Linked DNA regions of Zea mays: region 1 is linked to region 2. The links are chromatin contacts, called in public Hi-C maps. All regions are on one chromosome and are shown on one strand. The core of a region is the stretch at or near the end of the contact, and the rest is flanking DNA. Distances in the headings are between cores, read along the strand shown. Region 1 holds the start of LOC100275350. Region 2 holds the start of LOC100281607.

Region 1 (5,490 bases), core at 1,691-4,190, 140 kb before region 2:
GATGTGAACCATCTATTCTAGATTCATCATAACAAAGACGTATGTTGCTATCTAGATCCTTTTCATTTCTCTGGTATAAAATTCTCCTCTTTGAGTAATTATTCAGTATCTCACTAGATGGACATTTCTCCATGCTTACCCTGTAGGTTATACGTCTTTTTTAAGCTGCTCCAAAGATCCAATGAATTGTTGACAATCCCTCGCTACAATCCCAGGCCCCATTCGATAGGCGAACATCTAAGACAAGCCAGCCCAAGATCGAATGGATCATGGGTTGTCACGCAGGCAGGTTACAAACAACTCTTTCACCATCAAAGTCCCGGCAAGCCGATAAACTTGAAAGACTTTCCGACGATAAAAAAACTAGAAAGACTTTCTTGTTTGATGGGTGTTGGTGTTTTCAACGGAAAACAGCTTCCCAACATGCACTTCCATGACAAACTGCCTATATCAAAAGTAGAGGGGAGAGTAGTCAAAACCGCAATGTTTCGTGTACCTGTTGTCATCTATAGTCCTGTACTCCTGTCGAGGATAAAGACAAGGGTACCATGGTCAGTTGTTAGGTATAGCCAAAGATCCAAACATCCATCTAATTTTTAGCTGCAGACAACAGGTAGTCCTAGCCGATCCAATCAAAGCCACAGCAACGATTCTAGTAAACATGACTTATTCAGAATACAATATTCACCTGCCATTTAAAAAAAAATACAGCAGCATTTACGTTACTGCCCCCTGAATAAAAATGGATTCAAAGTTTCATACATGAAGCAGGCTGTCACGAAAGAAGCTAAAGCAGCAGAACAGCAGACAGCTATGAACAATGTTCCTAACATATTTACATTCCTATATTGCAAGTAAGCCTCATCATCCGAAGTTCTGAACATTACAATCTTCTCAGTGCGTAAGGAACAGAAGAAGTCCTGAGTTGGATAATAATTTATGAAGCTTAGGAGATTTCATTCTTGTCACCTTTCATCGTTCCAGAGGAAGACGGTTCCCCACTGGAAGCCGGTGAGGCAGCAGCCTGTTGAGGCTCCTTCAGAGAAGTGGACATTCCTGAAACTTCCTACGGAAAAGAGAAAGCAAATGATGTATGCTGTCATTATATGAGCCTTATGGATCACAGCCAAACGGGTACTATAACAGAATTGATTCCTGAAAATCTACATATTTCTCTAGTTCAATTCAGAATCACCTTCTATCCTAGATTTTTCAGATTCATGTTATCCATGTTACCAAGCTATTGTGTCCTTACAAAATCTACAATTGACAGTAAGGTGAACTAAAATCAAATTTCCAAGAATCTACAGCTGAACTAAATAGACCCTCAGTAAGGTGAGTGTTTTTTTAGGTTGCGGTCATATCCTTTTCTTTTACTGGTGCTAAGGAGATTTGTAGTTTCCTTTTGGGTGTGATGTTTTGTAAGGGTCCCTTTTTTCTTCTTAATTCAATGATACACAATTCTCCTTAGTGTTCAAAAAGAAAAACAATTCTTCGCAAAAGAAAAACATATGATTAATTCACAAGATAGAGGCAACTTTGATTATAATAAAGATAAATATACCTTCATAAGATGTAACCTGAGATCAGTAGGGCGAACATCCTCACCAATGCAAACCATAACAAATTGTGAATAGTGAAAAAGAACATCTGCAGCAGCTTGCTTCTTCTGATCCGTCTGCATCACATCACTCACTATAAGAGCACATACAATTACAATTAAGAGTAAATTTAGACCTACTATATGGATGTGACAAAAATGCTATGTTACTGTGGATGATATTTGCATCCTCTGCAAAACCCCATTATTCTGCTGCAACATGATTCAACATCATGATCTAGTCGGAAACCAATGTAACTGAAAACAAATATTTCCTCCATTCCAAATTGTAAGTATGTTCTGGCTTTTTGAGATACATAGCTTCTGCTATATACCTAGATATACATTAGGTCTAGATACATAGTAAAAGCTATGTACCTAAAAAGATAAAACAACTTACAATTTGAAACGGAGAGGATATATATTTATACTCCTATATATTTTCTTATTTTTTATGAAATACAATTATATATGTCCAGCTCTAATACCCTAAGCATTAAAGGTTGCACTATCACCCAACAATGTGTTGACAATTGATTTTTTGTTTCCATTCAATCTAATCACACCCAAAACAGTACAAAGCTACTAAACTTTCTCATACCAATTGTATCCCTGGAATTTGTACACATGAAGTCATCAATCAATAAATCTACACAAGTACAAGTAAAGACTAAAGGTGAACTCATCCAACAACAAAAGATACTCCGATTCTACTTTACTACCTAAATATCTTGCCCTATAGTAGTTAAACATGCCACTTGTTCATCTACCATCTAGCAATTTCCAGTTGCTCAACAAGGCCGCAACTCTGCACGTGTCTACACTAGTACAATTTAATCCCAAGGGTACGTGGGGAAACAGAGCAACAGCCAGGAAGAGAGCAAAGAACCGGAATGTACCTCGTAGTCATCCTCGGCAACCATAGAACTGCTCCGCGCAGCCATTCTTAAACTATTTCCTTGCTCTGTTTGCTCTGTCAAGCAGGGGTGGACTCAGTGAAGGACATGGGTATACACATGTACACTACACTCCATAATTTTTGCAGAGCAATCGAAGTTAGTTGGCTGTAGGCGTAATGCATGCATATACACTTGTCATTAGATTTAGGTCCGAGTACGAATAGTATGTTAGGGTTTGGACGCACGGTTTCGCACAGGAGGAAGGGAAGAACAAGGGGAGGGCGTACCTACGGACTACGTTAAGGTTTGCTCGCACGGCTCCGCAGCAGGAAGGGGAGATCAAGCGGAGAGCGTACCAGGTGGTGCTCGATGGCAGGGAGGGGAAAGCCGGCGAGCTGTGGCGGCCTGGTGGTGAGAGGAGCACCGATCTGCAACAAAGACAACGGAGACGACGAATGGCCCGGTCGCCCATGAGACCTCGCGTTGCGTCTTTGCCTCCTTCGGTTGAGATGGGCCAAATGGGCTGGGCTGCTGTACTTGATCGGCCTGAAGTGGCTGTGGTCAATGGTCATTTGTAGGATCACGGTTAGGGCTGGACGAAATGCTTGTGGCTCGCTAGCTCGCTCGGTTCATGGACAGCTCGGCTCGGATCGGATCGGTCGTTTGAAATTTTTTACGAGCTGAGTTGATATCCTAGCTCGGTTCGTTAACGAGCCAGCTCGCGAGCTAAACGAGCTACCATATTCCAGTAAAACGAAACTATATGCATATCATTTACAGAATAATTGATGAACATGTTATATATATGTGAGGTTTCTATGACATATGAATTAAACTAATGATTAATAAACTATATCTATATGTTAATTTGGTCTATGCAAATATAATTATGAGTTAAACTGATGGACTTGTATGTGAATTGTGAATTAATAAGTGATGAATTGTGCTAATTTGGTGTTATATTGACGTGGTTTGTGAAAATATGAGTATAATTACTATTTTTATTGTTAAATTAGTTTAAAATTAACTAAAAAATAATTATTATGTACATTTTATTTTTTTTCCTGCTCTGGCTCGCGAGCTAAACGAGCTGAGCCGAGCTAACTCTGTGGCTCATTACCTTAACAAGTCAAGCCGAGCTGGCTCGTTAACTTAACGAGCCAGCTCGAACTCGGACGAGCCAAGCCAGCTCGTTAGCCACCCCTAATCACGGTTGGATTCAAATGAAGGGTTCAGATGAACGACTACAGAGAAAAGTCGACAAGACGAGGAGATGAGATAGGAGATTATTAAATAACAGCTTTTTGCAGTCTTGCTACAAAAATCAAGATTAGGAGTGGATTTTAGAAACTCTTGGAAGTGCTGTAATAAAACTATATATCTAAAACCCAAAAACAAAAACCATAACTTAGGAAGGAGAGAACATGCACATTACATGGTATCAAAATCAACAACATTATGTGCACGACCTCATCCCCAGTACCCGTGTTCCCAGATAGACGGATAAAAAAACGCAGGCTACCATTAGAGTTGAGGAAACCTTGGAATCAAAATACATACATTTCAGATACCCGTAGGACGCAGCTTCCTTAAATGTTGTTTCCAGCATAAACCTGTGGAATACTCAAGGCACAGCGCCATCTCAATTGCCAACATGGCTAAACACATACATGACCGTGGGGAAACCATCTTATAAACTTATATATGTAACAGTTCAAATCCCCCAGCATACCAAATAAGCATCAAGTACACCTGTGACAGAAAGATAGAGGTTCCACATCATGTTATGGCACGAACAACATGAGACTCCGACAAAAGTGCAACTCTCATGATCTTAGCCTTTTAAGGTCCCTTTCGTCACGATCGTAGTTCCGGTACTCACGCACATCCTTTCTCTTCCGATTGTCATGCTCCGGAGAACGGTATTCTTGACTGTCCATGGACAGCTCACCCTCTTCGGTATTCTCACGGTTGGTGCTCTGGTGGTGTGCAAGATGAGGCCAGCTCTGCTTTCTCTCCTGCTTGACCTTCTCATCCTCGGCAGCCAACTCCACGCCATGTTCCAGCTCCCTCTCAATGAGGTCATCGTCATCCATCACATCGACCTTTCTTGAAAAATCACCTTTCGATTTCCTACGCTTCTCCAGTGCCGCTTTCACCTTATCCTTGTTTACCTTCTTCATCGCATCCATCATTGAAGACGACACATTGGGACCTTCGTTGCTATTAGCAGTGCCATCCCTTGCATCATTTGGAGGTATCCTATAGTTTTGCTTATCTGGGTGAGGGTGGTCATAACCACGGTGGTCTAACATGTTCTGCTGGCTCGATGGTCTGGGTGCTTGGTTATGGTCATGGGCAGGAGGTTCATCAGCTACTCCTGGAACTTTACCAGGAACACGTTGATTCGCAACACTTGCAGAACTGCCTTCAGTATCATTGCCTTGTGATGGTGGTGGTTGAACACGGTTTTGCTCATACAGTTCCAACATCTGGTTGCTAACCTCTGAAAGGAGTAACCAAAAACATAAGGCATAAGCATGTAGCTTTGATGGTATAATTCATAAAAATGATCTTTCAAAGCAGAAATATGTCAAAAGTGAAGAAAAGGACCAAAAAAACATCATGACGGCAAAAAGATATATAACAAATTGCAAGACTGGCAAGACCTAACTAAACAGATGCGCTAAAATGACATCACCAAACAACTATTCCTGACTACATTTGGCATGTCCCCAGAATGCATTAAAGTCAAATAGGATTGCCTTGAGTATAGAGCCATAGATCGTGGAATTATATGTGCATTCAACCTATCTTAGTTCCACGATCAGTTTTGGACATGCCAGTTATCTTTGGCTATCCAATTTCCATGGGGTTACTAGATAGCTAATTAGTAGGAAACTAGCACTTACAAAAATGAATTTTACAGTAGTGCAGTTAAGGTGCACACTAGTGACTTTGCATCTAGAGACCAACCTTCCAGCTGCCACG
Region 2 (5,495 bases), core at 2,835-5,334:
AGAAGCTGCCGGTGTTGAGCCCAATCCAGTTCTTGTCGTCGTACACCATCTCGTCCCAGCCGTGCATGATCAGGTTGTGTGGCCCGTAGCGCTCCCACGGGAGCTCGAACGCCATGTCGGTGAACATGGTGTCAGAGTCCATCCACCAGAGGAACTCGACCTCCGGGTGCGCGAGGAGCAGCGCCCGCATGAGCGGGAGTTTGGCCCAGAAGCCGACCATCTCGGCGTCGAGCAGCGCCATGTTGTAGAAGACCTCGATGTCGTGGACGTGTCAGTAGTCCATCTTGTTCTTGATGGACTTGAGGAGTTAGTGGTCCCCGACGGGGTTCTCGCAGGGCTTGGGCGAGGACCCCATGACGAGCAGCACCCGTGGCTTGATGTCGTTGAGGAAAGGCGGCGTCTCCGGGTGGCGGCGATGCCAGGCGGCGCGCTGCTCGTCCCAGTCGGAGATCTTGGGCCCCAGCGTGTAGGGCGGGTCCCTGAGCGACCTCGGCGGTGGGTCGAGCTCGTTGCGGCGGCGTCGCAGCAGAGGCGCAGGAAGTCGGCGTATGGCACGGCGCCGGCGCCGGACTCCCGAATCCGCGGGCGCGCCGCCTCCATCTGCGTGGCTCGCAGCACCTTGCGCGCCTCCTCCACCGTGAGGCTCGCCGCGGGCAGCACCGCGTCCGGCTCCCGCTTGGCCAGTGCCGGCGCCGGCGCGGGCGGCACGAGGCCGTCGAGGTTGATCCACGGGAACACGACGCCGACCCCGAGGTCCCGGATCCGGTCGGCCAGGGGCATGAAGAGGTCGGGCGGCACGGCGGGGCGGAACGCCGGCTGCTCCTGCAGGAACCGCCGGAGCCCGAGCGTCGTCGGCGCTCAACCGCACGGCGACAAGGAGGAGTGGAGCGGTGGCCCGGGGTTTGGGGATTTGATTTGGGGGAGGCGTGGCGGCGGCGGCTCACGTGGGGTGGGGGAGGGGTACGCGGACCGACGGTGTAGATTAACGGAAGCGAGCGGACGGTGCAGATTCATCGAAGGCAGAACCAGGGAGGCAGCCTACCCCTTACAGCTTTAATCTCTACTATCCTATATGAACCTAACGAGGACGTCCACCACGGCTTCACCATGCCCCCGCCCCCTTCGCCTGCCCACGCCCGCGCATGCAAGCAGCCTCCCAGGCTCCTAGCCCCACCTGCCCCCCGCCCACGCGCCACCTCCCCATGCCCGCGCATGGAACCCGCTCGCGGATCTCGCCCACGATGCACGCCTCCACCGCGCATGGAACCAGCGCATCGACCCCGTCGCGCGATACCCGCCCCTAGCCCACGCTCGAACAGACACCGCAGTCACGCCTCCACGCGCAGATCTAGGGAGGGAGGGGCATACCTGGTGCCGTTGTCGATGACGACAGCAGGGCGGGACAAGGCATCCATGGCGTGCGCCAAGCGTGTGGTTGTGGCCACTCGTCTCCTCAGCGGCGGCGGCAGTCGGGGTGGCGCCTGCTCGAGTGGCGGGTGACTTTTGGCAGCGGCACACAGAGGCGGGCTACGATCACCGCCGCGGCGGGCATCCCAACAACACCACCACCACCCGGTCACCCACGCACCGCCACTTGCAACCCACCAGCACCAGCGCCGAGGGAAGAGCCTCAACGACTTTGTCTAGAATCGAAGCTTGGAGAGGAAGGGAGGTACACGAAGACCACATGCTTGTGGGCCCGACGCTTGCGCTGCCGTCGACACCGAGCACTACGCGACATCCTCGCCGCCCGTTCCTCCGTCGTCCGAACCGAAGCCGTGGCGTGGTGGTGGTGTGCCATTGCGGCGCGGCGGGAGCGTACAGGGGTTTTGGGGCTCGGGATTTAGGGATGGGTTTGGGTTTGGGTGGTGCTGTGGCGTGGTGGTTGATTTCAGTGTAGCGGTGGAGTGGAGTGGGCTGCAGTGAGGGTGGTGGCACGCCGAGATGCGAGATGCGAGAGGAGATCTGGGGAACGACGGGGACGAGGGTCAGAGGGTGGTCGAGGTAATCGTCTTCTTGGATCCATCGAAGCTCTCTCAGACCAAATGGATCAGCTCCTGCAAGGCTCGACATTGTCATCCCCAACTGGAGCTTCTTTACTGCCGAAGAGAACTCAAGAAAAGCACCATCGACATTCCATTTGCCAGATTGTGCTTCTCTGCGAGTCCCCTCAACCCTGAAGGCATGCCTGTTTCCTTGTATCGAGTTCATCCTTGAACTAATGGAATCCATCGATGGTGCGGAATCCAGTTTAAAATTGGAAGTCAATACTCCTCAGGCACGAACAGGTACGCTGCTTAGCCTATGCGTTTCTTTTAACAAACAAAACAAAGGGGTCGAGACTATTTGCTTTCTCATTTTCTTAAAACATCTTTTTTCTTGCATATTTTAATCTATATGCTTTTTTGTGACCTAGTTAATTGTTCTATAATTCTTGAAATCATGTAATGAATAGGGGCATTGCGTCTATTTCAATGACATGTTAGTTAACATTGTCTAGAAATTATTCATGGTTCCATTATTATTTGGGATGTCTTTGCAAACATGCCGCGGTTAGCAACATGCTTTGAAAGAATATGGAGACTGCAGAGATTTTGACAGTGATGATAAAGATGTGGATTATTAAATGTGCAGTAACACGAATGATGAATTGAATTTGTCCCAACGTCACTTTGTATCCCATTAATGTCTTGGTGCTTTTATTTTGTTTATTGCAAAAGAATTGTTGCTTTCTGTTCAAGCTTCATCCGGCCATTTTTTCTGAATTGGCAGTTAAAGTTATGGGAATAAACATGGGCCTGCCAGTTGTGAGCAGCGAGTAATTTGATTCTAGGAGGAGGCATGAAATGGATTTCAACTATGTGAAATGATACATTTTTTTTATCCTAAGAAACTTACAGGGGATACAAATTTGATCCCTTACTTTACGATTCAGTTGAGTCTTTGGAATATTTGGAAACTTGTGTTGCAGTAATAATCAGAACGCTCACTCTTAAAAAAAGGAATACATTAGCTTGGAAAGGAGTGCGTTGTCAGTTTATTCCTGGAACAAAAACTTAAAATACCTCTGCAAATTGCATACCCTCAAGCTTAAATCTTTTTGTGGGTTGGAGAGGTTTTGGAATTATACTACAAGTTGCCACCTTATTGGCCTAATTGTAAAGACACATGAATAAGGGACATTTATGAGTTTACATTTAAGCCTTGATTGTACTTATGTGAAAATCTGGCTACTACCAAATTGATGTTTGCTTTCACTCTTGTTTAAAAATTTGGTGACCTTAGCACATGTGCAAAAGGAACTAATCAATTCTATGATTTTTGCATGACCGATGATAGTTAGCATAATCAACATCTTGAAGGCACTTGGCAGCATTAGCAAGAAGAAGGACTTCGTTCGAAGACGAAGAAAGAGAAAACCTAGGAAGAAGGGAACATTCTCTTTTAAGTAGAGGCATAAAACTCTTATTATCTCGATAAATCATGCAATTTTGTTTCCAGTTAAAAAACACAAACGTAACCGCAGCCGAATGGACTACTAATATGTTGAAATGAGTACGAAAAAGGAAGCTTTTATTTTAGATATCTTTTTAAGATGGTTGATCTACTGCTACTACACATGTTCGTACAAAGTTTCCTATTCATGAAATTTGGCCGACAGATATTTTCTCAGCATTCTTGAAAATGACCTGACTAAAATTATCACAGATGGATAGTTCCCTATTGTCATGACTGTTTAGAGGAGTACATACACCTCTTGCTTGTTGCTCGGTATTTGTCTCGAGTGTCACAATGTCATGAACAGAAACGTCCACTATGCTGACCGGCAAAATTTATATATGGTTAGGTCACAAATGAATTACGAAACATTTTCTCATAACAGTATAACACATATTTATACATAAGTTATTGTGATATTATATGTTTCCGTTGCAACGCACGGGCACTCACCTAGTAGTAGTATAAAGATATAGACGGGAAAAAAACATGTGCGTCAGCTATCGTTAACGGGCCTCCATTGGGCCATCTCATTCATACTGGACGCGCGCGTAGATTTATCTATACGGGCCGGACTGACAAACCGCACCTACGTCCATAAACCCCAGAAGTCGACTCCTGCCCCTGCCTCGCCGCCGCCGTTGCTTACCAACCTCCCGCCATGGCGACATCGCCGTTGCCGACGGCGACCGCCTCTGCCTCGAAGAAGCGGCGTTCCAGAGGCGGGACGCTAGCCCTAGATGAGGTGAAGAAGCTGGGAACCGAGCTCCTTTCCTCTCGCTCCCACCTCAACCACGCCCCCGCCCTCCTCGCTCTCCTCTCTCCCACCGCGCCGCTCGACCTCGCTCTCGAGGCGCTCATTTCGCTCCAGTCCTTCTTCGTACCACTCATCCCCTCCATCCCCTCCGCCTCCGCGGCAGCCAACGCGGGGGATGCGGGCAGTGACCCCGAGCTCGTGTTTGGAGCCTGGCTGCGGCAGCGGTTCGACGAGCTCGTCGCCGCGCTGGTGGAGCTCAGCGTGTCTCCACACAGCGACGACGCAATCAGGGTTAGCTTCGAGTTGTTATTAGTTTCTCATCTGCTTGTGTCGAGGAAATAGTTGAACAAACAATTTGACTTTCCGCTTACTCGCTTACCTTTTGTGCTCCGTAGGATGTAGCACTGGATGCTCTCATGGATTTCGTGAAGCTGGGGAAGGATGGGAAGTTCCATTCGGCAATTTACCACAAGTTTCTCTACGCTGTCGTGAGTTTCTCTTCAATTATGCCTTAGAAATGTGTAGTTTCCCGGAGGTTTGCCTTGTGTCAGAGTAGAGCTTGTTTCTTACTCTTATTTGGTATAAGCTTTGTCTGGTTCTACTCTGCTGCCAAGTCAATAATAGTGACTAAGTATCGCTTGTTTATTACTTTTATTACTCTTAAAGGTTTGCTCTTATCTGTTCCCATTCTTTCTACAGGTTCATGCTGCTGATCCCGTCGATATGTTGTTAGAGTTGCTTGTATCAAAGTACTTCAAATACACTGATATTCGGTACGGCGTGCTTAAATTTTTATTGTATTACTGGCATTTTTTTTCAATATGTGTTTATTTTCACCCTACCATTGCCTCTGCAGTTACTTCACTTACACTAGCTTAGACAAGATTGCCAACAGTCTGGGCAGTAAAACCACTGGTACTCTTCAATCTTTGTTTTTTTTGTTTGGTCATAAAAACACTTGTATAGTTTGACATCTCTACTATTTTGTTACCCGATTATTTTGTTCCAGGCTCTGGAAAAGATGCTTTGCAAAATGGAAGTGACGAGTCAAAAAACAGGTATACTTTCTTTTACATGGTATATGTCTTAGATCTTAAGTTGTAGACTTGTAGTTTAATGCTTCCAAAAATAACTTAAGCGAAGCTCATACTTTGGACTCACCATGAGACCATAGAAAATTGCATTTCTGCACCAAATTTAATGACTATTACAAACCTATGCACAGCAACTGCACGCAGCA

Evidence for each region. A called contact is a pair of places that touch in the nucleus more often than the background predicts.
Region 1: a Hi-C map of ear shows a contact between it and region 2, with 2.8 times the contacts expected there. The contact joins the promoter of LOC100275350 here to the promoter of LOC100281607 in region 2. A contact is called at or near these places in 6 of 25 Hi-C or Micro-C datasets (bundle sheath, ear, endosperm and 2 more).

What each region holds. Positions count from the first base shown.
Region 1 is chr10:137,773,197-137,778,686 of Zm-B73-REFERENCE-NAM-5.0, reverse strand. LOC100275350 reads right to left here and starts at 2,940. Exons shown (of 5, transcript NM_001151968.2): 1 at 2,856-2,940; 2 at 2,500-2,573; 3 at 1,565-1,678; 4 at 970-1,066; 5 at 112-522. The coding sequence starts at 2,544. The coding sequence ends at 503. It overlaps LOC100384646, which reads right to left. Exons shown (of 7, transcript NM_001177136.1): 6 at 5,476-5,490; 7 at 4,178-5,005. The coding sequence ends at 4,326.
Region 2 is chr10:137,629,375-137,634,869 of Zm-B73-REFERENCE-NAM-5.0, reverse strand. LOC100281607 reads left to right here and starts at 4,084. Exons shown (of 15, transcript NM_001154526.3): 1 at 4,084-4,546; 2 at 4,651-4,743; 3 at 4,955-5,028; 4 at 5,112-5,170; 5 at 5,265-5,313. The coding sequence starts at 4,160. It overlaps LOC103642867 (calcium uniporter protein 3, mitochondrial-like), which reads right to left and starts at 1,109. Exons shown (of 3, transcript XM_008666037.1): 1 at 1,043-1,109; 2 at 514-857; 3 at 308-430. The coding sequence starts at 1,109. The coding sequence ends at 308. It overlaps LOC103641926 (probable xyloglucan 6-xylosyltransferase 1), which reads right to left and starts at 283. Exons shown (of 2, transcript XM_008665232.2): 1 at 1-283. The coding sequence starts at 283.